5 separate regions of the Mus musculus genome follow, and all the other regions are linked to region 1. The links are chromatin contacts, called in public Hi-C, HiCAR-type, HiChIP or PLAC-seq and promoter capture Hi-C maps. All regions are on one chromosome and are shown on one strand. Each heading gives the region's core, a stretch centred on a gene start, on an enhancer-like site or on the middle of the called end of the contact. The rest is flanking DNA. Distances are from core to core; before and after follow the strand shown.

What was found. Promoter capture Hi-C pulls out the DNA fragments that hold promoters and counts their contacts. Hi-C and Micro-C count contacts between places; a contact is called where the count stands out from the background. HiCAR-type assays count read pairs that join an accessible place to other places. HiChIP or PLAC-seq counts read pairs in DNA pulled down with a chosen protein or histone mark.
Region 2: a contact with region 1 is called in an H3K27ac HiChIP or PLAC-seq map of embryonic stem cells, with 7 times the contacts expected there. The contact joins the promoter of Mnx1 here to the promoter of Insig1 in region 1. A contact is called at or near these places in 3 of 39 promoter capture datasets (cranial neural crest, hippocampal neurons and second pharyngeal arch cranial neural crest) and 4 of 115 datasets of contacts at active chromatin or transcription factors (astrocytes, embryonic forebrain and embryonic stem cells).
Region 3: a HiCAR-type map of astrocytes shows a contact between it and region 1, with 5 times the contacts expected there. The contact joins the promoter of Lmbr1 here to the promoter of Insig1 in region 1. A contact is called at or near these places in 2 of 39 promoter capture datasets (the 3T3-L1 cell line and hippocampal neurons), 4 of 484 Hi-C or Micro-C datasets (B cells, CD8 T cells, Th1 cells and 1 more), 5 of 115 datasets of contacts at active chromatin or transcription factors (astrocytes, differentiating embryonic stem cells, embryonic forebrain and 2 more) and 1 of 9 other capture datasets (liver).
Region 4: a contact with region 1 is called in a Hi-C map of rod photoreceptor, with 4 times the contacts expected there. The contact joins the promoter of Rnf32 here to the promoter of Insig1 in region 1. A contact is called at or near these places in 2 of 39 promoter capture datasets (embryonic stem cells and hippocampal neurons), 5 of 484 Hi-C or Micro-C datasets (CD4 T cells, Th1 cells, embryonic stem cells and 2 more) and 5 of 115 datasets of contacts at active chromatin or transcription factors (differentiating embryonic stem cells, embryonic forebrain, embryonic stem cells and 1 more).
Region 5: a contact with region 1 is called in a promoter capture Hi-C map of hippocampal neurons, with 3 times the contacts expected there. The contact joins the promoter of Dpp6 here to the promoter of Insig1 in region 1. A contact is called at or near these places in 1 of 39 promoter capture datasets (hippocampal neurons) and 2 of 484 Hi-C or Micro-C datasets (both in cortical neurons).

What each region holds. Positions count from the first base shown.
Region 1 is chr5:28,068,053-28,074,370 of GRCm38.p6, reverse strand. It overlaps Insig1 (insulin induced gene 1), which reads right to left and starts at 2,959. Exons shown (of 5, transcript NM_153526.5): 1 at 2,576-2,959; 2 at 700-824. The coding sequence starts at 2,933. All of the region lies in intron 1 of Gm35223 (a long non-coding RNA gene), which reads left to right.
Region 2 is chr5:29,475,711-29,482,028 of GRCm38.p6, reverse strand. Mnx1 (motor neuron and pancreas homeobox 1) reads left to right here and starts at 3,559. Exons shown (of 3, transcript NM_019944.2): 1 at 3,559-4,444. The coding sequence starts at 3,754. Gm24538 (a small nuclear RNA gene) reads left to right here and starts at 398; the gene lies at 398-504.
Region 3 is chr5:29,375,357-29,381,674 of GRCm38.p6, reverse strand. It overlaps Lmbr1 (limb region 1), which reads left to right and starts at 3,285. Exons shown (of 17, transcript NM_020295.3): 1 at 3,285-3,548. The coding sequence starts at 3,483.
Region 4 is chr5:29,193,271-29,199,588 of GRCm38.p6, reverse strand. Rnf32 (ring finger protein 32) reads right to left here and starts at 3,596. Exons shown (of 10, transcript NM_001289757.1): 1 at 3,477-3,596; 2 at 2,944-3,009; 3 at 1,569-1,663; 4 at 751-1,015. The coding sequence starts at 1,583.
Region 5 is chr5:27,045,477-27,051,794 of GRCm38.p6, reverse strand. Dpp6 (dipeptidylpeptidase 6) reads right to left here and starts at 2,596. Exons shown (of 26, transcript NM_207282.3): 1 at 1,982-2,596. The coding sequence starts at 2,206.

The sequences.
Region 1 (6,318 bases), core at 1,710-4,209:
AATGATGGTACATGACCAATCCCAAGACCCCCAGTGAGGACCAGTCAGAGCGCTGGCTTCTAATAGTAAACTTTCTGACAGCTGGGAGATTGCTAAGAATGCTCTCCTCCCTCCTTTACTTTTCAGTGAGTGGAGACAGGCGGGCACTGTCTCCATGTTGTCTCTGTGTCCCCTAGGTAGTAGGTAAGTTGATTCAGTGCTTGTCAGTGAGCACTCTCAGAGCTGGCTGGCAGGAAAGGAAGGCCCCAAGTGCAGACACAACTTCACAAGATCTTTTACTCTAAGTTGCTCTAGAAACTTAGCATTTGAAGAGTTTACCATCAAATTGGTCATTTTCATAGAAAATGCATAAAACCACAGCAGCCTACACGAAGGGCAAAATGTCAGCTATGGAAAGTAGAAGCCCGCAGGGACCTCCTGACCAGCCTTGGGCTCCTGTGACAGAGAACAGGGACAGGGCTCTCACTACCACAGAGCACATCAGTGGGGTAGAAGGCAAGAGAGAGGACAAAAGTCCACTGAGCCACAGTAAACCTCTGCTTCTACTCTTAGTACAGAGGTCCTAGGAACGGAACCCCAAAATTCCTGCCACGTGAAAGCCAAGTCATACTCTGAAGCTCAGGAACGAGGGGACGAGCAGTGTCAATATACCCTGCCACAACCCAGATGACCCTCTGCACAGACACCAACTGAGGATACGGCACTGGCGTGGTTGATGCCAACGAACACGGCAATACAGCGCATAACGCTGGCCCATTCTCTCTTGAACTTGTGTGGTTCTCCCAGGTGACTGTCAATACAGGGATACAGTAAACCGACAACAGCTGTTTAAAGAAAAACAAAACAGGATTAGGATACACTGGTGAAAATCAGTCCTTGTGTGGTCATTATTAGTAGGATCCAAACCACTTATTTTCCTCGGCAGTTTGTCACCTGTAGCACAAAGTATTACCTTACATACACCTGTAAGAAAAGGCTGTGGGAAGGCCACCCCACACTGCTCTCTTTTTCTCAGCCTTGACCTGGCCCCAGTGAAGACAAGTCTCACACTGTGAGGAGGGTAGGGTCTCAAGAAGGGAGAGAGGCTGGACAGGTCTCCTCGAGTTTGTTTTCGCATGTGTGAAATGAGGATTATGTAAGTAAAGTGGAGGGCAAAGAAGGTTCTGTGGTTCTCAGAGTTAGGAACTGTCACAAACACAGATTGGACTCCAAAACATTTGGACAGCAGAAGTTGGGCACTCCAGAAGACACAAAGAGAGTAAAACCCAGGAAGGGAGGGACTGTCTGCAGTACAAGTGGGAGCAGTCTCATGGACACAGGGCACAAGACCTCAGTCAGGCTGCCGTCCCACCTTGTCCAGTGTGAACACAGGCACTCAGCCTCAGTGGTGAAAGCAGTACCAGTCCAGCCTCATATTCAGATGAGAAACTGGTTTACTGGGTTCCCTTAAACTTTCATCACAAACATGATGCTTCATGTTGAAGATAAACTTTCAAATTCAAAGAGCCTTAGGTTTCATATGTAAGGAAAAGAGAATTCAAATCTCCATCTTATTCCCCAAGGAACTTTTAAATGCTGGGGATAGTAGTTTGGTGGCAGATGATTTGCCTAGCATGAATGAGGCCACCCCCAGTCCAAAACAACCAAGAAGCACACAACTGTCATGTGGCTGACCCTCATAATGCTGCAGGTGAGCCTGAGAGCAAGCAGCCTTGGAAATCAACAGTTAAGTGTCCTGCATCCTACATTTAACCCATGACTCAGCTACAGCACAGCACCCAAGCCCAGCATATAAAGCATAGGCAGGCAGTCAATAAAAGCTGGCTTCAAAGCAGACAGGCACTGCTCCTGCTGTCCTGTGGCTGCAGATTGGAGGAAAGATGCACCTGAGCAAATACTGCCCACCTACACAGGACAGGACAAGGACAAGCAGGGCTGAGGGGGGAGAAACACTTGACAAATGGTTATCAACGCTGTACACTGTAAACTATGCAGGATCTGTTGGACTGTAATTACTCAACACTTTTGGCAAAAAGCAGCAAAATGATCAAGGAAAGAAAAAAGACTGTGGCACTGTTACAAGTTTCGTTGGGCCTAAGAGGTGACACCATAGGTGTGCTTAGGCCCAAAGGCTCCTTTTTTCCTCCTGTCCCAAGTCTACTGGGCACGGAGTTCCAGAAGGTTTGGCTGATAGCCACAATCTGCAGAAGGCAGAGAAGTCTGTCCCCTGGCAACTGCCTCTTGAGCGCACGTGATGGTTTGTTTTCAGTTATCCAGCGAGGTAGCACGTTTGCTCAGGCAGCCAATAGCTGCGTGGTGCTGCCCTCACCAGTTCTCCAGGCGGCCAATCCTGGCTTCTGGCTCAACGAGACAGCTGCGACTCCTCCACTTAAACTGCCAATTATCTCCTGACCTCATCTCCATCACTAGTCCCTCCAACTTCCGCCTGTCGCTCGCCAACGTCTGGGGTTTCCTACCCTCTCCGTTCTCCTTTTCTTGTAACAAGGGTGACTTTAACAGCTGACGTGTCCCTTCATCCCCCTCCCCCACCCCAAGAACAAGGAAAGGCACTCACCCGCTGCCGTGCCACAGCACGGGGGCACCCACCAGGCGGAGGAGAAGATGGTGGCTATCACCTCGTCGGGGAAGAGCGTGACATTCCGCTGGATCTGCAGCAGGTTGAGCACCAGGGCCAGGACCACGCCAAATGAGAAGAGCACTAGGCTCCGCTGCACCAAGTCGTGGTGCCAGCTGCCCGGCCGCGCGCTGCATCCTGTGGTTCCCGCTCGCTGGCCCCGGGGCGCGTGCTCGGGTTCGGGGACTCCGGGGCCCTGCGGACAAGCGGCCGCCGCAATCATGCCTCGCGGGAGGCTGTACGGCCTCGCAGCGCCCGCGCTTGGATAGTTCCAGACGTGGTCGTGCAGCCTGGGCATCGGCGTCCAGGCACAGCATGGAAGGTACACGCCACGACACTACACGTACCGCGCCCGGACGGCCCAGGAGCGGCCGCGGCCCCGCGCGGTTTCCGCTTATAAGGCAGGCTGCCACCGGAGCCACGTGACCTCACCCAGCCTATCCGCCGCCCGCGCGCCCTGCTGGGGGGCGTGTCTTCAAGCGGCCCCGCCCTGTCCGCGCGCCTGTCCGCTCGGGGTCTGGTGAGGCCGCCGGAGCCAATGGGAGGAGGGCGGCCCATATGACGTATGCACACGCCACCGGGGGGGTGGGGCTGGTGCCCGGCACGCGCTCGAGCGCGCGCTATTCGGGCAGGCGCCGGGGCGGGCACCGGAGCGGGCGGCCAGCGAGTCAGATGGTCCGATGCTGCCCTATTGCGCTGCCGGACCTCGGTTTCTGAGATAATGAGGTCCACGCAGGTCCGAAGGAAAGGACCCGGAGCGCAAACCCTCCTGAGTGCTTAAAAGACCTGGGATCGCTTGGGCTGGCTGCTAATGGCAAGTGCTCTGCAGGTTCACAGCTCAGACCAGGGCTCCCCTAGCCAAGACGCCACCGGCTAAAACCACAGGGTGGTGAGCAGGCCTGAAAAGGCACTGTGTGTGTGTGAGACCTTAGGTAAGGAATGTGGCTTTGTGCCAAAAGTGTAAAACAAAGTCACCCTCCTAAGCAGGCTGTTTCTCAGAGATCATGGGGGCTGTCATTTTCCCAGCGTGACACGGGTGTGGAGACCTGGCTGTCTTTCCCTCACAGCCTGTCCACTCCTCTCTTAGGCGGCTCTATGCGTTGTTTGGAAGAGCTTGAAGCAGTTTTGACTTCAAGGAATGTTGCAACTTGGGTCTTCGCCATTTTCCACACTCTGGCCAGTCCATGCATGTGAGGTTTCATGGGCATACACACACGGGGGTTGGGGACATCAGTACTGTATGGTGTATTACAGCAACATGGGAGCCTTTTTGACAGCAAGAAAGCAGGAGGGCCTGCCCAGCTTCAGCTGATAGGAAATTGTTAAAGGCAGTGAGTCTCTGCTGTGGGATGTAGCAGGTGCTGCCTCTACCACCCATCATCAGCTGCAAGTACTCTAAACAGATGTTGAGAAAGCGACACCTGTGTAAATACACACAATTTTGCCCCCAAGGAACAGACACATCGCTCATAGGAAACTTGGCCCTAAGGAACAGACATGCCAGTCACTTGCAGGAAGCTGGCTTGATGGGACAGTCCCAGACCCTGCACCCACGCCCCAGCACCAAGCATCTGTCTTGTGAGCACTGAGATGTAATTCAGTCCCTTTTTCTCAAGCCATTTTGCTTGTCTTTACAGACTCTCCCCCGGATTTTTTTCCTCTTGTTATAATTCTTACCAAGTAGGCTAAGAGGTTCTAATAATACTTTGTGTGCTTTTGTGATGCTTGCCTGGGGGCAGGGGTTGATATCTTCAGACAATTGCTCTGTTACCAACTTGGTTGTTTCTTCTGCTTACCCAAGCCAGTATTAATGCAGTCTAACCTCTGCTGCTGCTTGACCAGCTCATCTGCACCGGGACAAAGCAAGCTGTGGGCTTAAACCCTGGTGGCTGTTGTGGTATGCAGACCAAGGTGCCCTGTGGACCATGAAGGATACACCCTGTGGCCTGGTTCTCTGGGGGTCCCACGGGGGCTGCTATGGGCTCATGAGCAGTTTACCTCACTTTCAGTGAATGTAGGGTGACGGTAGAGAAGAGTTCAAACTGAGGCTCTTGGAGAGGCTGCCTGCCTATCAAAAATGATACCCAAGGCCTGCTAGGTTTTTGTTTTTGTTTGTTTGTTTTGTTTGTTTTTAATGCATACTGGAAATGGAAGATCAGGGGTCCCTTCTCTGGCCCTGAGGATGAGTGGGGTTGCTAGGGAGATGCTTTTGAGGTGGAGCTCCTTGGCCCTTCACTGTACCACTTCATGTTAATCATTACAGCTTTGCTGATTGCAGGTGCTTCCATCTACTGAGAACTTACCTGGGAGCCACCCATTGCTTTTTATCTATATCTCTGCCATTCTTCCTGGGATAATACCAATGATCATTTGTGACTTAATTCTTAAAACGGACTAGATAAGGAAGTAGATTGGCTATTTTAATGTAGTCTCACCCCTTGCTCACTGTAGACTGTTCAGAAAATAGAATCATATCTGGGGTGAGGTAATGACTTGGTCAGTAACGTGTTTGCTGATTAAGAATAAGAAACGGAGTTTGATCCCTCAGAACCCACAAGGAGCCACATATGTAGCAGTACATGTCTGTCCCAGTACTAGGGAGGCAGACAGGACCCTTGGAGCATGGTAGCTGGATCATACACCTAAAACTGAGCTCTGAGTTCGGAGAGAGACCTTGTTTCAAAAAGAGGTGGAGAGCAATTGAGGAAGACTGCTGAGATCTACCCCTGACCTCCACTTGCATGTGCACAAATGCACCTGGACACACACATGCCAGCCTTCTCCCCTCCACTGAGCACAAGCTGCGGTTAACATATCAGCGAGAGTATGCATTTCTAAGTGTGTTTCTATGCAGAAGCCTATGTGGCTTTGTTAAGTGTTTATTTTATGAAGGCTTATAATTTTTAATGTGTGTGTGTAAATATATGTGTGTGTGTCACATGCATGTAGGTGGCCAGAAGATGACAGATCTCCTCAGACTGGAACTACAGATAGTTATAAGTCACCATGTGGTGCTGGGACCACACCTGGGTACTCTGCTAACCATCTCTAGTCACCCTGCTTCTGGTTTCTAAGCGCTTATTTATTGTGTGTGGTTGGAGGGTTGCTTCTCTCCTTCCACGTGGGTCCCAGGTATTGAATGCCAGCTTCCACCCACTGAGCCATCTTTCTAGTCCCTGTACTACGTTCTGGAGTCACACTTGATAATGGCAGAACCTGTTAATCAGGTAACCATGAACTTCTTCAGAGTTGAAACCCATTTACATGCTGTACAGCTCTCCCACTGAAGGCCTCCAGTCCGTGGTTGCTCACAGGTTCAGAAGGTGTAGAACCTTCTTCAGGGCTACTGCTGCCCCTTCCCTCTTTCCAGCCTCAGGCTGCCATGAAGCTGCCGTCTGCCTCTGTGAGCTGCTTGTTCTGAGCATTCCTGCAAACAGAATCATTCACTGTGTGCTCTTTGATGGTTCTTTTAGCAATAATACTTTCAAGATTTATCCAAGCACAGGAGTGCTTTGTTTCTTTTGTTCCATTGTGTAGTAGTCTGTATTTTGTCTGTTCCTTCACTGGCTGATGAACATTTGAGTTGTGTCTGCTCTTTAGCTCTGTGTGTGCACAGTAAAGATGTGTGCATAGCTCTGTGTGTGCATTTTCACTTCCCTCGGATGGAACGACATGAGTGGAAT
Region 2 (6,318 bases), core at 2,310-4,809, 1.4 Mb before region 1:
GAGGTGGTTGTGAGTGTGAGTGGTGGGAACCCAACTTGGGTCCTCCTCAAGAGCTGCACTCACTCTTAAGCACTGAACTGTGGAACCACTATACTCCCCACCCCAACATCTTATTTCCTTGTGGTTATTTGTATAAATCAACACACCTTTCTCAGTAATGAGAGGAGGCTCAATCACAAGTTATATTCAGTAACTTAATGCAAGACCCAAAAGAGGGATCCTGGCTAGACGCAGAGAAAAAAATGACTGGGAGCCAGATGATTAAATGTACACCGGGCCTTAAATTCCAGCCTCTTTTGGGTAGGAGAGGTCTTCCTCTCTGCCCTCCAAGAGCCTCATTTGGCCCCTGGGGCTTCTGGAGAAGGGAGCTACCTTGAGGCACAACAATGGGAATGCTGTGCTCACTTCGGCAGCACCTATACTAAAACTGAACCGATACAGAGAAGATTAGCATGGCCCCTGCGCAAGGATGACATGCAAATTTGTGAAGCATTCCTTATTTTTTTTTGCCAGGACCAGGAATGGGAACAGGTGGGTTGGGGAGCAGAGGGAGGGGAGAGGGGATAGGGGATTTGGGGAGGGGAAACTAGGAAAGGGGATAACATTTGAAATGTAAATAAAGAAAATATCTAATAAAAAAAAAAAAAAGAATAGGCATGCTTCTGGGACCAGACCTTTGATCTCTCAAGGGTACCGTAGTAAACCCCCAGCTCAGTCCCAGGCTGCCCCAGAGCCAGCTGGGCTGGGTCAATAGACGCTGGGAACAGGAAGAGACGCAGCATGCTCACTCCACTCGTAAAACACACAAAGATCCCAGTTCCAGACGACTCCCAGTCTCTCTCCCAACTCCCACCTCTCAGGATACAAGTTCCCGCTCAAACCGAAGCAGAATATATGATCATATTCAAGCCCTTTGACTTCAGAGTCTTTTTGGCCCAACCCCCACTTTGTCAAACAAAGAAATATATCCATCAAGTCTGATATGCAAATTTCCCCTTCGCTGAAGGGGCTCTTGATACAACCTCACTCAGCCCACAGGTGGTGGGGACTGGTGTGGGTTAGCCTGGTGGATGGTCAAACACCAGACGAAGTGGGAAGGGTTTGAAAGGGATTTAGAAGCTTTTGGATCACATCCCCTACACAACAAACAGGAAATGAATTCCTCTTCTCGGATGACTTTACTAAGGAAACCTGTGCCTAAACTCAGTAGACCTAATACTGTATCATCACCAAAAACAACCCTGGTTGTGTAGTTTAGAGATGATTCGGGTCCATGAGGTCCACCCCAGGAAAATCTCATCTGCAGCCACCCTTTTTTTCCTCCTTCTTCTCCTTTGTTTGTTTTGTTGTTGTTTTTTTCAAGACAGGGTATCTCTGTGTAGCATTTTTGGTTGCTGTCCTGGAACTGGCTCTGTAGACTAGGCTGGCCTAGAACTCACAGACCCCACCTGCCTCTGCCTCCTGAGTGCTGGGATTAGAGACTTGCCTCACCATGGTTAGGTTCTCTTTCTTCTTTGGGACTCTCATCTGGAAAAGGCCCATGGGCCTTAAACACAAGTTTCTGTAAATGCAATGGGGTCAAGACTGAATCCTGGGGATGGGGGTAGGGCATCCCAGCATCCTTACTTGCCTTAATTGGGCTTCCAAGATAGGAGAACTGGCAGGGAACCACTCATGGAACACAAGTGTTCCTTTAACCCTCTAAAAGGCAGAGCTGCATTTTCATCACCCCAAAGAGACAGCACCTAAAGACAAGAGCTATGTGCTTGTACTATTTTCAGACTAGCTGGAGGCCTTTGCAAAGCTGTGCACAACTTACTCCAAGATGTTCCCCGCTGGGTTCCAGATTTTCCAGCCAGGACCACCCTGTCATAATAAAAACTCCACTCAGCCGAGCATGGTGGCGCACACCTTTAATCCCAGCACTTGGGAGGCAGAGGCAGGAGGATTTCTGAGTTCGAGGCCAGCCTGGTCTACAGAGTGAGTTCCAAGACAGCCAGGGCTAGACAGAGAAACCCTGTCTCCAAAATCAAAAACAAAAACAAAACAAAAACAACAAAAACAAAAAACCTACTCACTCATCCCAACAGAATCACTGCGTTAAATCTCTCCTAAACAAAACTTGTTGACAGGGAAAATATAGTCCTTACTTATATTTATCGTTACCCCCCACCCCCAATCCCTCTTGAAACAGCTTTGCCTGCTACTTTTAAATTCACCCAACAAGGATTGTCCTAGCCTCCTGGCCTTCCCTGGGCCATTTCCGATCTTTTATTAACCTCTCACCTGGTTGGGAAGCCGCGATCCAGAGACCTGGAACTCCCTCCCACTTTCCCCTCGTGTTTGGGGAAGATACCCGAGAATGGAGCTAGCGAGAAAGCTTGATTTCTCAAACTACTTATTGATTCGTTACATTAAAAAAAAAAAGCCCCCGGAAGCGTGTTTACAGTAAATATTTGATATGTGCGCAGGCTGAGGTCTGGATTCACACTTTAATACGGTCTCTGGAAGCCCTTTCTTGATTTTCCTGAACTCGGCCGGCAGGAGGAGGCGAGAGCCTGATAGTGGCTCCCTTAGCCTGCGAACTGGCTCAGTCCGAGGGAGCAGTCCTCGGCCAATTCCCGCAAAGCCTTTTTCCTACACCCCCACAAGGCAAGGCTCTAATAGAACTTGGTTCTCACCTAGGTCCGGCTCAGTGGCACCTGTGCAAACGACCTTCAAGTCAATGTGCATCTCTGAGTTGGAAAACTGCTCTCTCTCCACTCTGACTGAAGATTTGTAGGCTTCAACCTCTAATACCGTATTTATACACACCGAAACCCTACAAACAAACATTTGCGGCGCATGATACTTTTGGGGGAGGGGCAGATAAGAAGGTTCGACCTGCTGAGGGTTAATGACAGGGACGCAAACCATCTTGAAGCAATCAACACTCAGGAACGCGAGAGATTTTGGGAAACCGAACAGTCTTCAGTGTACTAAGCTCAGGGTCCCGTTTTGGGTACCTAGTGGACTTCAGGGGTGAGGACCCACCTAGTTCCTCAGTGCAGAACATTCCACAACTCCCTCAAGGGAGCGCGAGTAGCTGGAGGAAGATAAGGCGTCCGCCTCTGGAGGAACAAGGTGTCAAAGGGACTCGGGGGGCACTCACTGGGACCCAGGGTTACTGGCGCTCACCACTCTCCCAGCAGCAAGGAAGCAGTAAGCTTGTGTTCAGCCTCCAAACTCTCCAACCTGCCTCCTCCGGCCACCTACGCTGTTCACCACCGGCTGCTTAGGACCTGGGGGCGCAGGGGCGGGGCGTCAGGCTAATTGGACCGTGACAGGTGAGCCCCTCGGCCAATCGCCGGGCAGACAGCCCTCCTCGGGCCCCCGCTGAGCGCGCCAATCCCAGACCGCCCTGAGCTTCAAGTGTGCGGAGGGGCGCGGGTCCCCACCAAGGCACCAGTGGCCTCGATGCGGTCGCTTGAGCTCTTGAGAGCAGAGAGCCGGTCTCCCCAACACAAACTCGCAGGAGCGCTCCGGTGGAAGTTCATACCAGTGAGTGGAGCGCGGTCCCCACGAGGACCGCAAAGAGGAGGCGCCTGGACGATGGTCGCTCTCAGCTGAGTTTCCGGCTGCGACTTTATTGGCAAAAAATCGCAGTAACAATACCGGCCCCAAGGCTGGCCACCGCCACGCTCAGTCTCCGTAAGCCCGCACACGACTGCATCGCCCACCCTTGGACCCTGATTGTCAGCTCCAATCGAGCCGATGGAAAAATCCAAAAATTTCCGCATCGACGCCCTGCTGGCCGTGGATCCCCCGCGAGCCGCCTCCACGCAGAGCGCGCCTCTGGCCTTGGTCACTTCCCTCGCGACTACAGTATCTGGTCCCGGCCGCGGCGGCAGCGGCGGCGGGGGGACCAGTAGCGGGGCGAGCCGTAGCTGCAGTCCCGCATCCTCGGAGGCCACTGCAGCGCCCGGTGACCGGCTGAGAGCTGAGAGCCCGTCGCCCCCACGCTTGCTGGCTGCACACTGCGCGCTGCTGCCCAAGCCCGGATTCCTGGGCGCCGGAGGAGGCGGCGGCGCGGCGGGTGGGCCGGGCACTCCCCACCACCACGCGCACCCTGGTGCAGCAGCCGCCGCGGCTGCCGCTGCCGCTGCCGCGGCTGCCGGTGGCCTGGCACTGGGGCTGCACCCGGGGGGCGCACAGGGCGGCGCGGGCCTCCCTGCACAGGCGGCTCTCTATGGACACCCGGTCTACAGTTATTCGGCAGCAGCTGCAGCGGCCGCGCTAGCTGGCCAGCACCCGGCGCTTTCCTACTCATACCCTCAGGTGCAGGGCGCGCACCCTGCGCACCCTGCCGACCCCATCAAGCTGGGTGCCAGCACCTTCCAACTGGACCAGTGGCTGCGCGCGTCTACTGCGGGCATGATCCTGCCCAAGATGCCGGACTTCAGCTGTGAGTACCTGCGCCGCACCCGGACAGTTCTCACGCGCATCCTCCTCTCTCGCACCCCCTTCCTTTTGCTCTCACCTCCTAGCGAGCTGTGGAAGAGCATCGAAGCCTCTGTGGCTCATTCCTGGGCCTGTGAGGCCTCTCGTGGGCCGCACAGAATGAAAGGAGCCTCAAATTATTAAGATGGCCACAAGCAGGCCTTGGCCTCTCTATCTCTCTTAACAGACAGGGGAGGTTGGAGGTGTGAGGCTAAAACCTAAAGAATAACCTGCAAGCTGGACAAGGAAGTGCGCGGAAAGGCTAGCCTCGATTAGGGCAGGTTTTGGGGGTCGCTGAAACCGGGGACTTATCTTGAGAAAATGAACTTTGTCAGAGGTTCCATTATAGGCTATGAAGAGACACATCACTGGGTCCAGAAGTAGCTCTTCCGTGGCCCTTGTAAGGACTCTGCCTTCCTTTGAAGGGCAAGACATTTGCATGTCTCTGTCTCTCTGTCTGTCTCTGTCTGTCTCTGTCTCTGTCTCTGTCTCTGTCTCTCTCTCTCTCTCTGTGTGTGTGTGTGTGTGTGTGTGTGTGTGTGTGTGTGTTGGTGAGGGTGGGCGTCCCTCCAAATGATGTCGAACTGGTCTGTTTGAATATAAGGTCACCGGGTCTATAAATAGAAAGTGCCTGGCTGGGAACTTCAGGTGCTCAACACCTTGGGGAGTTCCTGTCCAAGGTGAGGGCACAAAGGTCCAGTCTTCTGCATCCTCTCTGTTACCCAATAGGGACAACCTTGCGGGAGGGGGGACATTTCCGACTTCCCTGGCACATGCAGCGTCTGTGTAGGGCACCCTGGCTCTGATTTCTGCTCTGTGCCTGACTTGGATAGGGGCAAGCTGCCTTTCCTGAATGGATGGACCAGAAGATGTATATGGCTTTCTCCTGTCAGCCACTCAACACCCAAACAAAGAGACCCCATTGTTTCCGTCTGAGTGGGTTTGTTTAGACTGGGAAGATGCAGGCACTGGAGGGAGAAAAAAAGCAAAAAAGAAAACAGAAATAAACATTTGCCAGAATTCAGATTCCTCTGCTGGAAGCGGTGGTCATGACTAAACAGAGAAAGCTGGGGCCCCAGAGAACCGCAGAAGTAGCAAGGTGGTGAGAGAATCACAGCCTGCGCACTTGTTTGCTCGCAGCCACCCAGGTTTTTCCCAGCTTGGCTCCAAGAAGACTAGCCTTGTTGATCTCAGCAAAGAGGAAAGGCTCCCTTTAACCTCAGTTGGACTGCAGCTCAGACATCTCTGAAATCATTCCTATTCACTAAGTCCTAGGCAGGATCTGTGCCTGGCTGAGGAACCCAGGTTTCAGATGTCCACTATGGCTGGACTTTCCAGGCCTGAGAAGCATAGTGGTCCTGAGAAGAGCTGACCAGTGGTCAACAACAGGCCTCCATAGCTCTGGGTTTACTGGCTACACAAGTGGTCTCTGGGAGAAAAGGGATGTTTTTGTGGAGCCCAGGATCAATCAAAATCCATGTAAGTGGGATCCCTTTGCCAGAATATCCAGCCCATGATGTCTCATGGTGTGGGCATTTAAAGTATGGCCAGGTCTACATTAGGAAAAGAAAGCCAAGCCCCAGATCCCAATGGACACTAAGGAATGCAGCGGAGGGTGGCTGAATATGTTCTGTTCCTGGGACTTCCCTCTCCCCTGGGAAAACTAGCTTGGTTTTCTTTAATTGGTTGTTTCTACTGGATGGCATTTCCCAAATGATCCCTTCCAAGACAGCGTTTTAATTAGAGTTCTAATGTATTGTCAAGCTGGGAATTTGTAGCCTTGTTTAACTAAAGCAGGGGGCGTGGACCTTCCTATAAAGCAAATTACCCATCCCAGGG
Region 3 (6,318 bases), core at 2,036-4,535, 1.3 Mb before region 1:
TATAAAATTGTACATATTTTTCACATTCCTTTTTTTTGAGGAATGTTCTGCCAAAGTTAATGACTCTATGATAGCTAGAGACAGCTTGAGTTCAGGAGGTGAGGGAGTGTCAGAACACTGTGACCTTCAGGATAACCCTTAAGGCTCTGGGAAAGAATGCTGAAAACACGAGTTTGAAAATTTATAATTTCTTAACTATGCAAAATATAAGGATACAATATGAATTGTATAAGGAGCTTCACAGATCTAAAGGAACAGAGGCAGCTGCCCTATGAGCCAGACTGTCAGAAACATACTAAGGAAGGAGATAGAGATTTAGAGAGTGGTGATCGCAAGGCAAGATCCCACACAGCTAAATTTTTTGCTTATGCTTATGAGTTCAAGGTCAGCCTCAGACAAAGCTAATTTAGGTCCAGGTATAGTCAGAATGGTAATTTCAGAGAAGGGTCCCACCCAGCTATCTTATTATCTTGCGGTCCCTATCTAAGAATCAAGGGGCTGGGGTCAGGTGGTGTTGATTCAAGATATAATCAAAAGGGAACCTGTGATAATGACTGAATTGATGTTTAAATAAAAAAGAGACTTTGTCTGCAAGAGATGAGCTATCCAGAGAGTTTTTTTTTGTTTTTTTTGTTTTTTTTAATATCAAGAGAAAGCTGTCTCAAGCAGAGCAGAATATAGAATACAATCTGAAAAGCTAAAGCAGAACACACACACACACACACACACACACACACACACTATAGAGACAAGAGAGGGGGCCGGGAAGGAGAGGGAGGGGGAGGGGGAGGGGGAGGGAGAACGCTAGTGAGCAATCTGGAAAGCCAAAGCTGTTTTGAGCAGAACACAGGATGTCAGTCTGGACTCACACTTTGACTTTGAGTCATTTGCTTTGCAGCTCTCAAATACCCCTTCTCTCAGAACCCCTCTCCAAGCCGAGGCTGGTCCTTGGCAATGTAAGTATATGACATATACATATGTAATATTTTAGGTATAAATATAAAACCCATGGTCTGCAAATGAGTACAAAACATGCCACATCTGTCTTTGTCTTATAAGAGGGATGTGGGGAAAGGGTGGTTCAGTAGCAGAAGTGATGGGATGTCTAACTCCAGCTTGCTTGAGACTTCTTTTTACTGGGTGCTGGAATCACTAGGGGTCACAGGAAGAGCAAGCTCTAAGGCACAGGCCTTCTCCCAACACTGTCATCATTTTGATTTTCCCACTGGCTGGAGCGAGTTACACAATCAGGGCCAGATTCAGGGTAAGTGGTTCTCACTGGAAGATAAGCAAAGCCAGAGAACAGAGATGTGGGCCAATGTGCTGAAGAGGTCAGCATAGGAACTTTGGGAAGGTCATGAAACAATCACCCCTCCAGGAGAGGCTAATTAGCATTTTTCAGACCACAGGGTGGAACCAAACCGAGGGTGGGGACACATTCAGCAGGACTGACCATTGCTCACCTTCAGACAAGGGAAGACCTTGTCACCTCATTCCCTAAAGACCAATCAGTTTAAAGGGTGCACTGTTCTGCCAATCATATTGTGCCTAGTTGCTGATGCTCTGTTCTGCCCCTGGAAACCATATAAAAAGTCGCTGAACTAGTGCTGGGGGTCGTCACCTCTCCTTCGGGTCTGGGACGATCCCAGTGCACTGGAACAATAAATTCCGATTGCGCCAGGTGTGGTGGCGCATGCCTTTGGTCCCAGCACTCAGGAGGCAGAGGCAGGCGGATTTCTGAGTTCGAGGCCAGCCTGGTCTACAGAGTGAGTTCCAGGACATCCAAGGCTACACAGAGAAACCCTGTCTCGAAAAACAAACAAACAAAATAAATAAATAAATTCCACGTGGTTCACTCAGGGGGTCCTCGGTAAGCTAAGGCTCCCTGGAGTCTTACAGTGCTTGGCAGGGGAGTGGTGTCCATTTTTGAAGTTGGTTATCTTGGCTAAGTTTAAAAGTGCCAAAGAAAATGAAACAAATAAAACTGAATGAAAGCTGGGTAAGCTTCCATGAATAGCCCTGCAACAGAAATGTAAGGGTTTAAATGGTTGCAGTATTCAATTGGAAAGATGTGAAATACTTTCTGGAATATCTGCCCCAGAGCTACACACCTCAAAAGCTGATGTGTTTATCCTTTGATTTGGACAGATTAGCCCAGGAATCATCCAGATCAGTTCAGGTGGGTATTTAACCTAGCTCCCAGAACGCGGTTGTCCAGGAAAAAGGTCTTTTTCCTTGTTCTTTAGGGCTGAGACATTTAAAGACACGTCAAAGGCAAACTGGTTTGAATTCAGACACGTTGTTGCTGACTGATGAGCCTGCTGTATCGGGAACACACGCTGGGAGCAAGACTCAGGTTCCCCAGGCTCTTCTACCAAATGAACCCAGAATCAAAATTGCAAATAATCCTTTTAATTCCAGCTGTTTTGGCCCAGGCCTTTAATCATGACTCCCCGGAAGCAGAGGCAGTCGGATCTCTTGAGTTTCAGGACAACCAGGACTGCATAGAGAACCCTGTCTAGAAAATCCAAATCAACCAACCAAATACTCCTTTAAATTCCAATTTTAAAACAAAAATTGCATAATGAAGGGAAATGGCTGTGTTGGCATACTTAGTCGTGCCTCATATCAAGGGCGTTGTTTAAGGCCTACAGAGGATCATTAACCATCAGAGCCCATCTTCAGACCTGGGGGCCCTAGGCTATCTCAGTTCTCCAGGACAGCGGCTCTCCTATCTCCGCAGAGGCAGAAGGACTTCAGAGTGCTAAGCTGCAACGGCTTTCCCGCTTTGCACTTGCTTGGGAGAGAAATTTTCCGTAGTAGGCCCTAGGTCTTTAAGGTTGGTCGAGCCCAGTGCTAAACTCAGATTCTGAGAACAAGGGTGGAGCAAGGCGTGATCCAAAAGCCCCGGGGTGATCCAAAAGCTTCAATAAACAAGTGAGGGCGGGTGCACCTGTGCCCGGATCTCCAAATCCCGTTCGCACCAGGGCTTCCGCCTCTAGACCTCATCCCCTGCCTGGAGCTTCGGCCCGCCCTTACTCTGGGCAATGACTAACAAGGCTGGACCACAACACTTCAGGCCCAGCTCCGAGATTTATGTCCTGCTGCAGCACGCGTCAGAAGGCCACTTCAGTCCAGGACCCTAAAAACCCCGCCCCCGTTCCTCCAGTCTCTCTCCAAGGCGCCTAGCGACCTTCGGCCCAGCGCCCCACGCGCAGAGGCGCTCTTCTCTGACGTACGGCGCTCTCAGAGTGACGCACAAGTCCCGCCCCGACCTCAAGCCCCGCCCAGGCTGTGGCCATTCCCCGCCTCTTGTATCTTGAACCGCTTCTCCCTGAGCTCAGGCGGCGTTTTCCGATCCTGCTGCGGTCTAGGTGGCGTTTCTGTCCGGCCACGAGAGACTGTATAGCCCCGCCGCCCGCGGGCAATGGTGCGGCGGAGCGCGCAGACGCGGGCGGCCCTGCGGTGGGTATGAAAGGAGGATGGAAGGGCAGGACGAGGTGTCGGCGCGGGAGCAGCACTTCCACAGCCAAGTGCGAGAGTCCACGGTGCGTGGTCGGGCGGTTCCCTGGTGCTGCGCCGCGCGTTGGACCCAGGAGCGCAGCGTAGACCAGCACGGTCCCATAGTTTCTTCCCGGACCCTTCACGCATGTTGGCCTTCCAGCACCCCACTGGGTCTGCTGCAGACTGACTCCGACGCCCCGCATCACTTGAGACCCGTTCACCTGCTCCCCATCTTCTCACCTCTGTCACCTCCTGCTCTGTCACCCTACTGCTCTCTCCTCTTGTAGGTCTCCCTCGCGCCACCAGCGTTCTCTCCCCTCCTTTCTGTCCTCTCCTTACCTATGTTCCCTCCCCTTCATTCTAACTTCCTATCTTTCTCCTGTCACCTTTATACCCACCCACCACCCCGTACCTATGTCTTCCTTCCGCTGCGTCACCTGTGCTCCTCCCTTTCCCTGAGCTCCCTCCTATCATTTCTGCCCGCTTCCAGTCACCTGTGCCCACCTCTGGTCACCTGAGTTCGGCTCTCCTCCCAACACTTGTAGCCCGTCATCATCGGACCTCCTCAGTCACCTACACTTAACCTGCGTCCATTTCTCCTATACTCTCCCTATGCGTCCATTCAACTCATCTGCACCTTTATCATCTGCTTCACCATCTTCACCTGAGTTTATCCCGCATCTCCTGCTAACTGAGGGTATAGGGTGATGGGTGGCTGCCTCTTTTCTTCTAGCCGGGCGTGGTACCTGGTATCTGGGCTGAGCTTGCTGTGGCTCAGCTGTAAGTACAGACACCTGGCTTCCCAAGCTTCCAGCCCTGCAGTGGCTCTGGCCTCCCACCCGCATCTCCCTATACTCACACCCTCTCTAAACCCCTCTATCCAGGACAGAGTTAAAAACTTCCCGAGGAGTGTAGACAAGTCTTTCGTAGGAAGGGCGAGAGCAGGAACCTACAGTGCTGTCAAACAACTGCTCTGGAAAGGATGGACCCCTTTCATCCTGCTGTTTCTAGCAGGTCAGGAAGCCAGCTTGGCTCCCTAAGGTCTCTTTTGATGAGTGCCTTTCAGGATGCCCTACACTATTGTAAAAGAATTAGTTTGTGTCCCCATAACTCTGCAAAGTATGTTCAAGTTACATATTTGCATTCACCTCTCTTCTAGTTCACGTTCCCCTCTCAGTCACACCCTTGGTTTGAGGGAAACATTCTGGTTCAGTTTGTGCAGTTACTGATTTTGAAAACTGAGAACTGGCTTGCCGAGTCATACTGAAGTAAGAGGAGATGCATTAAATCTGAGTTGATAGAGTTTAGTACAATGTAGTTGGTTAATTTTTATTTTTATTACTTCTTTGATTATTTCATACAATGTATTTTGAGCACATTCATCCCTCCCCAGCCCCTCCCGGACCTCTCTCCACATTCCCAACTTCATGACTTTTTTTTTTTTAAACCATTTGAATCAAATTTGTGCTGCCTTTCCATGCTTGGGTGTGTGGGCATTTATCGGAGGTTATGGTTGACCTATGAGTAGCGCACTTTAAAAAAAAAACTGACTCTTTTTTAGCAGCTGTCAGTTGTCAATAACTCCTCAGATAGGGGTGGGTCTTCATGTTTACTTCTTTCTTCATACTGAGATTTTTGACTGACTTGGGCTTGCCCAGGTTTTGTATGCATTGTTAAAAACCACCCTCAGTTCATTTGTATAGCTGCCATAACTGGAAACCCTGTCATAACTGGAAAACACTGGTTCTATATGGACATCCACTGCTTCTGGCTCTTACAATCGTTTTGCCCCCTCTTCCACAATTGTTTTAAATCTCAGGAAGAGGGGAATGATACAGAATTCCTATTTAGGGCTGAGCATTCATTCTGTAGCCTCATATTCTTTGTACCTTGGCCATTTTGGGTCTCTACACAGAAAGCATCTCTGATGAAGGTGAAAAGATGCACTAATCTCTGGGTTTAACAATAAGTCATTAGGAGTTAGTTTAATATGGTTTTCAGTTAGCAATATAGTAGTAGGTATAGATATAGGTTCTGTCCTAGGGTCTATGACTCTTTACACACAGAGTCTTGTCTCCAATTACAGTGCCAGGTATGAGGTTCATTTTGTGGAGTGGACCTTAAAGCCAATCAGAAAGTATTTGGCTACTCCCACAAATTATGCTATTAGGAAGGAATCTATAATTTTAAGTATGCCCTAGATACATTTTCTACAAAACATACTTGACTAATCATGGTTTCAGATGCAGAAATAGAATTTTGCTACCTTGCCAGAGACCCAGGCTTTCTCAACAGTTGTAACTTTTATCTTCTCTAAGTGTAACTGCTGCTCTGGTTTCTAAGGCTATAGGTTAATTTTGTTTTATTTTAAAAATTCTTTTATATGTATGAGTGTTTGTTTGTACTTATATCTGTATATCATGTATGTGCATGATGCCCATGGAGTCCAGAAGAGGGCATCAGATCTTTGGAACTGGAGTTAACAAATAGTTGTGAATTGTCATGTGGCTACTGGGAACTGAATCTGGGTCCTCTACCATTGAACTACAATGTCAGCCCAGAGAAGTGGCAGGTTTACTCATTCCTCTGTGCCTGGTGCATCTGGCGGTGGACTTCTGCTAGTTTCTGAAAGTTTTCTCAGGGTGGGTCTGCTCTGACACACTCAGGAATCTGAAATATGTATGACTGCTATGGTAATACAAGTGTATCCTTTTTAAGTTCTGAGAGCTGTTTTTGGGAAATCCTAGTGAGCACAAGTAGATCTCTCACAATTCTTGGAAATGGGCTGGAATACCTGTATTACTCCTTGTTTTT
Region 4 (6,318 bases), core at 2,347-4,846, 1.1 Mb before region 1:
AAGAAGTTCCTCAGAATAAGGAACATGGAGACAGTCAGTTCAAGTAAGGATCACCACACAAATTCTCGGAGACGTTTGGGCTGAGGAGTATGAGCGCCATTGCTGGCCTATGCACAGCTGGAGACACTGCTGCCTCAACCGGAGGGAGCTTACAGAGGAGGGACACCAACCAACGCTGGTCTCAATTCAATGGAACCAGGCTCTTTTAAAAGAAGTGAGATGGAAACTACATTTACAAAACAAAAAGATACAGACAAATGCCTGTAGTCAAGGCACTCAGGAAGTTGAGGCGGGGAGATTAAGAGTTGAAGGCCAGCATGGGCTATAGAAGGAGACTCCCAAAGCCAAGAAAAATATGCAAGGGAAGGACAGCAGGACTTCAAAATACAGAGGCACAAATCCAACTCTGGCAGTATGTGGAGTGCCACAGGGCACATGACAAAACCAGGCACAATGTACACACCCAGGAATTCAGACTCACAAAAGCAAGTCACCTGCCCCTGTTGCTGCAGCGTAGTCAAAGAGTATTGCCAACAGCCATCTTGTTTATGGACAGTTCTCCAAAGTGAAAAAAAACCTTGGCAGATGAAGAGTTGGCATTAAAGCCTTATTAACAACACTCTTGGCTGCTAATAAAATGAAAATGTCATGGTTGTCTCTTTACCCCAAATATAGCATTGCTTCAGCCTGACAAGGCTACACTGGGTTAATTAGCATTAAGCCAAAGGAAAAAAGATCAGGTTAGCTTACCTAAAGTTAATGGTGGTGGTGTGGGGTCTAGAACATATTCCTTCTCTGGATCTTCCATGTTAGGACCCTCTGTAGATTTTCTAAGCCCAGTATCTATGATGGCTGTTGCATCTCTTTTGAGAGATTTTGACTTCTTCTCTTTCTTTCGTGCTTTTATCTTACAAGGATCTGCTACCGAGAGATGTCCAAGTTGAAGATCATGTAATAGGTGGTCCTGTAAGGCAACTGCAGTGACTGCTAAGTTACCTTTGTTAGATGAACGATCCTAAAAACATGGGAGTAGGAGGTCTTATTTAGTGGACCAGCATGTAACACCATTTAGAAGAAAACGGAGGCCTTGTTGTTCCCTGGTGGCAGATCACCAAGTCAGTGGGAAGGAATGTCAGAGCAGTACCTAAGCAGAGCAAATCCCAGGCCCAACATCTATGGTAGAAATAAAGGGCAATCTTTCCAATTAGTTACTGGAGCCTTAATTATAAACCAATAAGTTCAAACCTGTGGGTGCTTAACTAAGACCCTGCTGTTTTGCTGTAACTAAATTAGACTCCAGGCAAACCTTAAAAGGAATCTTGCTCTTAAGTATAAGCTCTCTGGTGAAAACTTAAACATTTCTTGCAGGACCAGGTCCCTGAGCCAGGAGATGTGTGCAAGCAGCACCCTGAGACTGTCTGTTACCCATATCACATGCACCTCCCACTTCTGCTCACAGTTTCCCCAAGATCACAAGGTTTGTAAACTATTTTTATACCTGCAGAAAGTCCAGCTAGGCTACCCCCTGTAAATAAAAGCATGGGTCTGTTCTCAGGAGGATGGAGTACCTTATTTCTTAGCATGCTGTATCAGGAATCAGGAAACACTGTGGTGTGGCTTTAACGATCTCTAACATCACGTTACGATAACTTCCATTCTTCTGCTGTAACAGAAAGTAAGAGTGCATGTAAACATCCAAGTCTACGAGGGCTCTGGGGATGGTAAAAGGAATGCCAGCCACAGAGCAGCGTGAGCTGCCCTGTCTAATTTACATAGTCCTAACCCAATCCAGCCCTGTCCTCAAAGAGCTTACCATGGTACTAGAAAGAACAATCTAGAAGCAAAACCAGAGTCTTAGAGCAAAGTCTTAGACCAAAGTGAGACACTAAGTAAATAAACAACCCTTGAAGACAACATTTAGCCCAAGTCTTAAAGAGAGAAATGTGTGTGCTAGATGGCAGGAGCAAGAGCAGAGATGCCCAGGAAAGCAGCATGCTGTTTGTGTTTTGGCAAGAAGGGAAACAATGAAGAAGATGGGTGTATGGCACATGCCGACTGCCTTCAACCTGGCCAACACACAGGCGGACAGAATATGGGGGACAGATACCGAGTCCCAATCTGCTTTCTACTTTTTTTGGGCAAGCGACTTAAGCATCTCTGGCTTAGTTTTGCATTTATAAAAAAAAAAAAACCACAAAAATGCTGACATTGCAGGATTATTATATTAAGAGAAAACCTCCTTAAGGGCTTCCAAGGGACTGTTCTGCATAAGATACTCATAAATGGTGACTGTTGCTCCAATTCCCTTAAAAATGAGGGGACAGACTGGGTATTAACCCTTCTAGTTTTGGGACCAGGCTGTCCATAATATTCTACAGTGGAGAGAAAAAGCACCTTTTAAAAAGCAACCTAAGGGAATAGTATCAAGGAGCTAACTTTCAGAAAGGTGCTCACAGAGCAGCTTAGGCATTCATGCATACATGGGGCCCTGGGTTCTAACCCCAGCACTGCAACACACACTTGAAAAGATTACAGGAAAGTAAGTCCCATAGGAACTAATGTGTGAGACACCTGATTTAAGACAAAGAACCAGCAGCTGTTCAGACCCTTCAGAAGCCTAGGGCAGTTTTCAATGTGCTCACGTTCCCCTTACTTCTCAGTGCTGGCATGGAGATCTATGAGAGAAGTTTGTATGCAGTATTCCTTACCGTGGCCTTGGCTGGAGGAAGGCATGTAAAATACTAAAGGGTCACTGTTATTATTTTCCAAATTCAAAATGCCTGTAATTTGGCAACGCCAAATATGCATCATAAAAAAGTTCACTTTTTCAACAAGATTCATACCATCAGTAACCATAGGTAGCTACTTAGTCTACAATTTCACCAGGTTTTTATTGTACCGTTGTAACTAACATCAAGGTAAGAGCGTTAAAAATTGCCTTACCATAGTCCCATAGTATTAGCAAACTGACAATTGAAAGGATAACGAAACGTGTCAGATGTAGTCCAACTGTATGAGAAAACATAGAGAAGAGGTGACCCGTTAGTTTAGCAACAGGTGAGAAATACACAACCTCTGCCTGGCACTGACAGCCACAACAGCAAACTGCCTGTTTGTAATTAGCTTGCGCACGGTTAGGAGGCTGTGCTAGGTAGGAAAACACAGGACTAGGCGACAAGACATTTAATCACCAATTGTTTTCAGTGATCAGAAGGCAATTAATAAACGCGTCAATAGAAATGCACTGGAGAGATGGCATATAAATTTAAAATACGCCCCCAGAGACAAGAGAAGTCGTTGGAAATCTGGTCCGTGAGGTCCCTCGTTATATCACAGCCTTGTGCAGCGCAGGCAGGATCCGCGGACCGACCACAGCGACCCGGACCTCCCGCCCCAACACTACCCCGCGTTCGGCTCTCGCTCCCTTCTCTGCACCAGAGCTTTATACTTCAGACAGCGCTGCGGGACAAACTCACAACGGCCTTTCCTGTCCCTCAGCTGCACCTTTTCTGAACGGCTCCTCGTTGCCACGGCAACCAGCGGCCTCTGCGCTTCTAGGTGCGCACGCCCGCCGGCCGGCTCCGCCTGGCTCTCAGTGCGCATGCTCGCAGGTCCCCCCTCCTCCCCCCCCCCCCCCCCCCGCAGTCTGGCCAGACATCCCCCAACCCCCTTCATCTCACCTGCTGCGAGCGGCTGGCTCCGCCCGCGCTTACATCATGGCTCCGCCCCTCGCGTATCGTCAGCGTCCGGCGCTGGTGCGGTTACGTCGTCGTGAGGCGCGCGTCCTAGGCGCGTGGAGTGGCGTGCACGGGCTCTCCCGTCTCTTCCTCGGACGTGTGGTTTTTGAATGGCGTCCTTTCCGCTGCCCTCCAGCCAGGCTGCGTGATGCGTCCCGAGGATGCGCTGACCCGTGCGGCTCTTTGGAGTGCGCTTTCTGCTGTCCCCTCAGTCGAAAGACTTGATAACGGCCCCTCGACTGTTTTGCGAGCTGTGTGGCGTCGCCATCCGCCCTCCTACTGTTGTCACGATTGTGTCTTGGCTCCCGGTATCGTGTGGCCTGTTGTGTGTTGCGGGATGCAGGCCTTTTCACGTTCGCCCCTTCTAGTGGCTCCTTCCAAGATCTAGGGTCTCAAGGCTTCTCTGAAGGTGAGGGTGGAGAGAGGTGTCCTTGCGGCTCCTGGCCTTCTGCACTCTGAGACATTGCCTCCTACCCCTCTTAAGTCTGCATCCCCGCGCTGTCCTTTGAACCAGGCTTGATTCCCTGGGGTCCTTTAAAAGTCTTTCACTTCTTGGTGCCAAGCAGAAATATTGTATTGATTTTTCTCCTGCCTGGAATGCCTTTTTGTACTTTAATTGTACATAATTCACCTGGAAGTGCAAAGAAAACACAAGAAGGCGAGATCCTCCATAAAGTAAAGTCTACAGAAGTTACCGAGCTGGAAGATTGGTATTCTGTCACTAAGAAGTCCCAAAAGTCATTATAAATCTGGTACACATGATAAGTCTCTGGAACAATATAATTTTAAACTCCACTTAAAAGTTACAGATTTTTTTCTTGGCAATGAACTTTCTGGATTGGCTCTTACTACTTGAAGCTTGTAGAAGCAGATTAATAGCAGGCCAACTGTTTTAAAAGTCAAATTCACAATGAGTTAGTTATGAATTTTCACATGCTAGTTCAGGTGCTTTCAAGAAGTAGTATAATCTTAGCTTTTGTTTCAGTGAGTGATGCTTTTAGGAGAGCAGTAGGCCCACCTTTGTGCTCTCCTAAGACTGGTTTTTATTGAAGCCTAAGAGGGTAAAGCTTTTGGATGCCATTAGCTAGACCTGAGTTTAAACCTACATTTAACTCTTTGGATGTCTGAATTTTAACAAGTTGCTTTATTGTCCTGAGTTATGGGCTTCTTATTTTCAAAGGGGCCTTGTTGCATCCTGTCATTGGACATCTATTAATTACCCCAACAGTAGTCCTGGTCATTATTCTGTGACTGAATATGTGGCCAATCTAAACTAGTTGGAAACTCTGATACTATGATGAACCATCATGATATTATACGATGGGGGCTGGGGGGCTGGCCTAGCTGGGCTAGTCACAGGAACTCAAGTGAGTTTTTATTGGGGGGAGCACTGGAAAATTCCTTTAATTCTTCCTACTGAATGTGGGAACAAGAAAAGACACGAAACTGCAGCTGCATCTGCTCCATTAGCATCATAGGGTAAGAGCCTGAAGGTGTGGAGCTACCAGGTGAACCTTAGAAGATTATACAGGAAATGGCAGAACTGGGATTTGGACACAGTCCAAGATGGGTGATGTAGTTTGAGCCCTGGAGCTAGCCCAGCTCTTGGTCTTTTCATCTATTGTGGGTCTAGTTTTCTGTTACTTTGAGCAAAAAGAAATTCAATGAAAATAGGGATTCTGTTACCACAACTTAGGGTTGTGATGAAGTTAAAACATGATACTGTATGTGAATTGCTTTGGACAATGCCTACTAATTCTGTCTTGAGGTATTTCTCTCCAACTTTATAAAGTTATAAAAAATAAAAATCCCATTTAAAAATTCCCCACCTTATCCAAGTATTTAACTCATGATGTTTTGCTATCTAAAATAGGTTGGCCAGGAGATATGCTGCATCCTCCGATTTTGAAGACTAGTGGTTTGATTTTCAAAATATTTTTTAAAATTTTCTTTTGAGTCCAGTAACATAGTCCTATATCCTGGCCAGTGCAGGTACTGGTAAAGGATTGCTGGTCCTTTTACCCATCTCTTAAAATATGTGAGTTATAACATGTTGTCACTCATTCTTTTTATCCTAACTTTTGTAACCCAGTAATCACTCCTTTCCATTGAACAAATGGGTCAGTCTGGAAAGTGGAAAAACAGACTAGTTCTGAGTTTCTGCCCTAAATTATTTTCTTTTTCTCTGCATGACTCCTCTGAACATTTCTTAAAAGTTCAGGTCTTCTGGTGGCAGCTTCCCGAGCTTTTCATTTGTTTAAAAAAATGTTTTGTTTTTTTGGTATCCCCGGGTGGTCTGTAACTTGTTATATAGCCTAGTCTGTCCTAGGATAAATCAGTCTTCCTGTATCCTTCCTGATTACAAGGAATTCACGTGTGCACCATCATGCCCAATCTTTTCCATCAATTTTTAAATGAAATTCTTTGAGGTAACATCCATGTAGAACAACACTGATCATCATAGAGTGACTAGCTCGGTGGCATTTGATATGTCCACAGTGCTGTCGTGGTGTCCTCAAGTTTTAAGACATTTCTGTAGGGCACAGTGGAGATAAACCCTACACCAATGTTACAGTCTGCT
Region 5 (6,318 bases), core at 1,347-3,846, 1.0 Mb after region 1:
AATAATGGAAAAAAATATACACACCACAGAATACTAAGCACACCTGACCAATGCCCATGTGCATGGTTGCATGCACATACACGTTTCTGGTTCTTGCAGGACACAAACACAGTGTTTGAACTTGATGTATCTGAGTTGGAGGAAGGCACCCTTCAGAACTCTCATGGTGGATGTCTGTCGCACTGATGCTGACCTCAAACTTGCCTTGAAAAGCAGTTCTAGCTATGCACCAGAATGAAAAGAGGGAGCTGCCAGCTCTCAGCTAGGATCTTTTAAAACAAACAAACAAACCAAGCCAGATGGGTGGAGACCCGCTGATGCTCCCAGCATTGTCTGTCCATTCTGCTAGCGACATCTAGAGCCTGCTTAGCAAAGCAAACTCATCCCAGACCCATAATCCAAAGCTTTTAAGCCAGATTTCAGTGTGTGTGTGTGTGTGTGTGTGTGTGTGTGTGTGTGTGTGTGTGTGTTTCTTGCCTGCATTGCAACCCAGTTATATCCACAGGATGCTAAGTAAATACAATCATCCAGAATTATTTATTGTTCAATACCACCCTCAAAGAATTCTAGTTCTTTAAACCAGTGTAATAATCTGTCTCTTTTCCCTAACTGATCCACTAGAGTGACATTAGTCTGTGGTATCTTTTTCTAGAAAGGGGAATCTGGAAATGACCAGGAAAAAAAAAAGATGCATGATGCATGGCTGTGGGTGGGCCTCCCACCAACTCCTGTTACCTCTGTGGCAGTCCCTATACCATCATAAAACAACCCACAAACCCAGCAATTAACAGTAGCATGGCCTCCCTGGTCTTGTAAGATGTGGCAATTGAGACCCCCCAGTCCTATGGAAGGATACATCATTGCTCTGTGCAGATCTTTTGCACCAAAAATTACTAAACACTGAAGTGTTGCTACTTGAGACCCTAGATGTTTCACGGGCACACTTCCTGTTTCCTCCAGGGTTATGGGTTGCCCTGCTTTGCAAGAGTGAAGGAGACTAAAAGGCTTGGGCAAAGACCCAGGAGCTGCAGAATCACACTGAAAAAGGACCCCAGTAACCCCACAGATACTGCACTGCTGTCTTTAAGGGCCTGCCTGAGGACTCACCTGGGAGTTGTCTTCTGTCCCTGGGAACAAGTCTCAGGAAAATCACTCCCTGAAAGTCCTAGTGGTACCAACTGCTGGGAGGGCTCAGTACAAGACCTTTGACCCATTTCTGTGGCCACTCTTACCCTGAAAGAATCCTTGATTGCTAGGTGAATATGCAAATTCAGTCTTTGAAGCTCAGACTTCCAGCCTCAATAGTAAGAGACCCCTCTGAGAACTTCTTTAGGAAGGAGCATGGTCCAAGTTGAGTTGCTGGATCACAGGCATGCAGCCCCAATTAGTATGCGTAGTGAGAGCTTTATTGGGTCTGGGTCAGAGGCCAGGGCTCTAAAGCCAGGACTTCTTTTTTATAAGAGCACCATAGGTCTAATCCTTGGGTGTAGAGAGAAGGTGTCTGGGGACAGTGAAAGGGGGGCAGAGTGGAGAGGAGAGGAGGGTCATCTCGGTTGGATAGTTGCTGTGACAAGTGGTAGGAAGAGAAAAGCAGCCTGAACTAGCTGTTCCCCGAGCCATAAAGCAGAAAATTAAACTAAAAACACAACTCCACGCATACACACATCTAATTCCCTGAGAACCACAGCAGGCTGCCGTTACAAACAGACATCTAGTGAATTCCAAGCATAGTCCACATCCCAGCAGGCGCAGCTCCAAAAACCTTCCTGCTACCAACTCCTGGCCACCACCGCAAAGATCTGCTCTGGACTATGATGACTGAGATCAGGAGCCAAGGAGAGTGTCTGAGCACGATCTGGCACATCAGGAAGGAACGCAAAGATTGGCACAGGGGACCCAGAGACCCTGAGGAGTAGTCAGGCCCGTGCATCCCGCCGATGCTCCCACCACCACCGCCACCCACCCACCACGATGCTCTTACGTCCTCCTCGTCACAGTCGCTCCGCGCCTGGTACTGGAACCGGGGCCGGCCACCAGCACCGCCGCGCTCCCTGGGCGCCACCGCCTGCGCCTGCGGCCCAAGGGGCTTCGGGCCCGCGTCCTCCTCGGGCCCCTGGCCACCCAGAAGGCGACTGGCCTCCGGGGGCGCCGGAAAGGAGCGCGAGGTGTTGATCTTGCCGGTGAACCTTTGGTACAGCGAAGCCATGGGCCGCCGTGCGCTGGCTCACTGGTTAGGATGCTTCGTAAAAAAATTTCCTTTCTCTCTGTCTCTCTTTCCACTCCCCACCCCCTCCAGCAGAAAAGCGAGAAGGGGGAAAAGGAGGCGGTGGGGAAAGAAGAAAGGCGAGCCCGGCCGCTCCGCGCCACACGCGAGTCGAATCGCCTGGGTGTTGAGCGACTCTGCCTGGCTCAGCTTCTCCGCCCCCTCCCCGGCAGCGCAGAAGCCAAGGGTCGGAGTGATCGCTTTCTCTTTCTGCTTTTTTTTTTTTTTTTTTAAGTCCTCGCCATGGCCATGTTCGGCCTCACTAAAGAGGAAAGCAAGATACCAGAAGCACACTAAGGGAGGGGACATGTCTAGACCCCATTATTTGGCACCAACTAGATACCAGCTCCTCTTCTCATCCCCGCCCGGCCCCTTACAGCTCCTCCTTTTCCTTCTCAGTAGGGTAGCCAGCTCCCGCTGTAGCGGTGGCACCAGGGAAGCTCCAGTCCCAGGAAGACTCCTTCTCATGTCAGTTGGGTTGTGGATGGGGGTTCAGGGCTGGGGCACTCATAGATGGACTGGAGGCCGTGTGTCCCAGCGAGAGAGAACAGCATTACAAGAGGCCAGAGCTGAGCAAAGAAACCTTAACTGCCTTGGGGCCCCGGGGCTTCCGGATCGTGGCTCCCATAGCATCTAGTTTGGGTTGCAGGGCACAGCTGTTTTCCAGTGCCTGACAGGCACTCCCGCCTAGTAATGTTCTTCTGGATTTGGGGCTTTGCTTAACTTTGACAAAGACCCTGGAGAGCCTGGGTAGAAATGCAGTTGAAGGGCATAGGAGGAGCCACTGAAAAGAAGGAAGGCCTGTAAAGTGTAGGCTCAGGGAAACATTTGTTCCCGGACCCACCTTCCTTCATCACCTAAGATTTTTTTTATTAAAAAAAAAAGATATATTTTCTTTTGATCATCTGAAGAAGGGAAGGGCAAGTCTAGAACAGGCAACAGAACTCCTGGTTAGGCTTATTTCAAGCCTCATGAACAAGGCCTTCCCAGAGTATGTCTGGCTCCAGCCTGCCTGTCTTTGTGTAAATACAGGGGAAACGCTAAAGCGCTTGGAAGTCAGCAACCTTTCCAAACCTTGTTCCACCCCATTTTGACATTGAGATGCAGTGAGAGGGGCTCTTTGACACTGAACGCTGTGCAGCACATAGGGCTTCCAATAACAAACTCATTTGGTGCATTCGAGCGTGCTCAAGTGCCCTCGTGTGGAGAGATGCGCAAATTGTGTCTGACTGTTAGTCTAGGCCATGTCTGGCATCTCCCTCTACTTGCATCCTGGATTCCTCCCTGTAGGCTTCTGGAACCCTTGTTTTTCTTGAGCCTCTGGGCACTACTGGCTTTTGGCTGCTCCACCTCCTTCTTTGTCCCCTGATCCAGGCCTTAGAGGCTGAGCTGCGATAAGCTAGCTCATTCCTTACACCAGCATCACCATGGGTTGGGACTTTGGAGAGACTCACAGGAATTCTAGCACCTGCCCACAGTCATAGCTGCCCCCACCACACACACACACACACACACACACACACACACACACACACACACACAGCCCCCCCCCCACACACACAGCCCCTCCCGCCCACACCTACAAACACAGTGAGCCCATTTGATGTTGCCCACTACCCCGTGGTGTTCTATGAGCCTTCCTAGCTTCCCTGTCAGTACTGAGAATTTTTAAATCATAGGGGAGTTAGTGACTCAGAAGGCCTAGGACCTCAGACCCTCCCTGGCTCAAGCCTGGAGAGAGCCTTACAGAACCCTCGGTGGAGGAAGTTGTGCTGCCCTGTTTAAGCTTAGCTTTCTGCTGTAACTGCCTCTCATTCCTTCCAGCCTTTCTCTCCCAAGCTCTCAATGTGGATGTTCATTTTCCATAGAATTTTGTTGGCCCATCCTGTTCTCTGCAGCTGTTGAGCCCATCACGAATAAACAGCTACTAAAGCACATGAGAGACATTTCCCTTTAAAAAGAAATAGGAAGAGATTGGGGCTGCATCCCAGCCGCTACTCCCACCACGCCACATTCACAATAACCACTGAATAAGGACATTAAACTAAAAGTGCCATCTAGGAAGTCCTGGCTCCCAGCTCTTTACATGGAAGGTTGCTCTGCTAGCACCTTGGAAGGGCAAGTCCTGCCTTACAAGGGTTCATGTCCAATGCAGTCAAGGATTCTAACATTACTATTATGGATGTCCCTTGGTCTTCCTTATTATATAAGAAGGACACATGTACAGGTTTACACAAGCAGAAATAACCTTTTATATAATGTTAATACACTTATGCAAAATGTAGAAATCATATAGGCTATGGTATCCAAAACATTATAGATAAGTGCCTGTTAACCATTGTGAATTAATAATAGAATTTTAAAGAGCTAGGATTTTTAATATTTTTTGTAATTATGTGTTCTGCATGAGTATGTCCACACGAATGAGGTGCCCTTGGAGACTGGAGGTGTCAGATCTCCTGGAGCTAGACTTTCCAGCAGTTGTGAGCTTCCTGATAGAGGTGCTTGAATCTCAACTCAGGTCCTCTTTAACAGTGTGTGCTTAACAGGTGAGCCACGTCTCCAGCCCCAAGATTGAACCATGTATTAATGATGAGTTCAGTAAGTTGATAGAAAGGGTGTGTGTGTGTGTGTCTTGACATTCGAGATTTATTTTCTCTGATGAATCTGCAAATATTCAACTTTTGTCAAAGTTTAAATTCAAGTTACTCTGAAAACACAGATTATTCCTATTTAAACATATTTTAAAACAAAAAGCCATAAAAACTTATAATCAGAGAAGGAATTAAAGTAACATTTTCTGTCCAGAGAGGCAAATCTGGAGCATGAACAGGAGAAATGGAGAAGATGGGAGGGGTGGGGGAGGAGCCAGAGCCTGGCCAGGCTGGCTTGAAAGAAACAGAGGTCAGGGAGAGCTGTGTGTGTGCAGAGCATCCCTTGGTACACTGATGGAGGCACACAGCTGAGTGGAGACCTTGGCCATAGTCATTTTCTCCTCCGTAGGGAGCACAGAGCACACAGGGCCATTTTAAGGGACTGTGAAGCCATGAACTTATGACAAAGTGCCTGCAGACCCAGTCTTCCCCTAAATCCGGGCACACAAACTGCACAGTACATGTAGAGACTGCAGCACTGCATCATTCCCTGGGCAAGACTAAGCAGGTTAATACGGTACTGTGAGTGAGGTAATGGGAATTTAGAAAATGATAAACTTATTGCTTATCACACATAATTAATCAAGTCTGACCTCTGGGAAACCCTCCCCAACAATGTAAGGAATGAAGCATTATGAGGGAAAATAAAGTCAGAGGGCTTTTGACTGGATCTTGGAGTCTTAGAAGGAAACAGGTCAAAGCTCCTTTGCTCAACTTGGCTTTGACCATCTCATTTGTGAAATAAAAACTGTGAGCCAGTTGAGATGGCTCAGCAGCTACACGGGCGTATTTACGACCAAGCCTGAAAGTCTGAGGTTAATCTCCACGTTCTACAAACTGATTTTTATAGGTTGTGCTCTGAGCTCCACAAGTGTGTTACAGAACACATACACACACACACACATGGAGAGACAGAAAGAGAGAGAGAGAGAGAGAGAGAGAGAGAGAGAGAGAGAGAGAAACAGGTATAATACAAACATTAAACTATAAAACTCTTAAAAGAACCAGGGAAAAGAATGAGACAAACTTTTCTACCTAGGAGGGACAGATGTGAGGCTTAAACTGTACTGTGGTGAATGGATAACATATTCTGGCTTATTTGTGGGCTATTTCATGTACAGATTTGCACTCCTTTTTACTGTTTAAAACCAATGTCAGCCTGCTCTCTTTTCTCTGTTGTGCCTCATGATTGTTTCTGTGTACACTGATCCCTGTAACGAACATGAGACCCCATAAACAAGCATGAGCTATCAGCCAATCCAGCAGATGCTACAGATGTTTTAAACTGACAACAACGGAACCTCCAAGACTCTTACCCCTTCTGACCACTGATATTGGTGCTATAAAGTGGCCACTGTAGCACACCCTGAAAGAGCTTCTCTCCCGAGGCATCAGGCATCT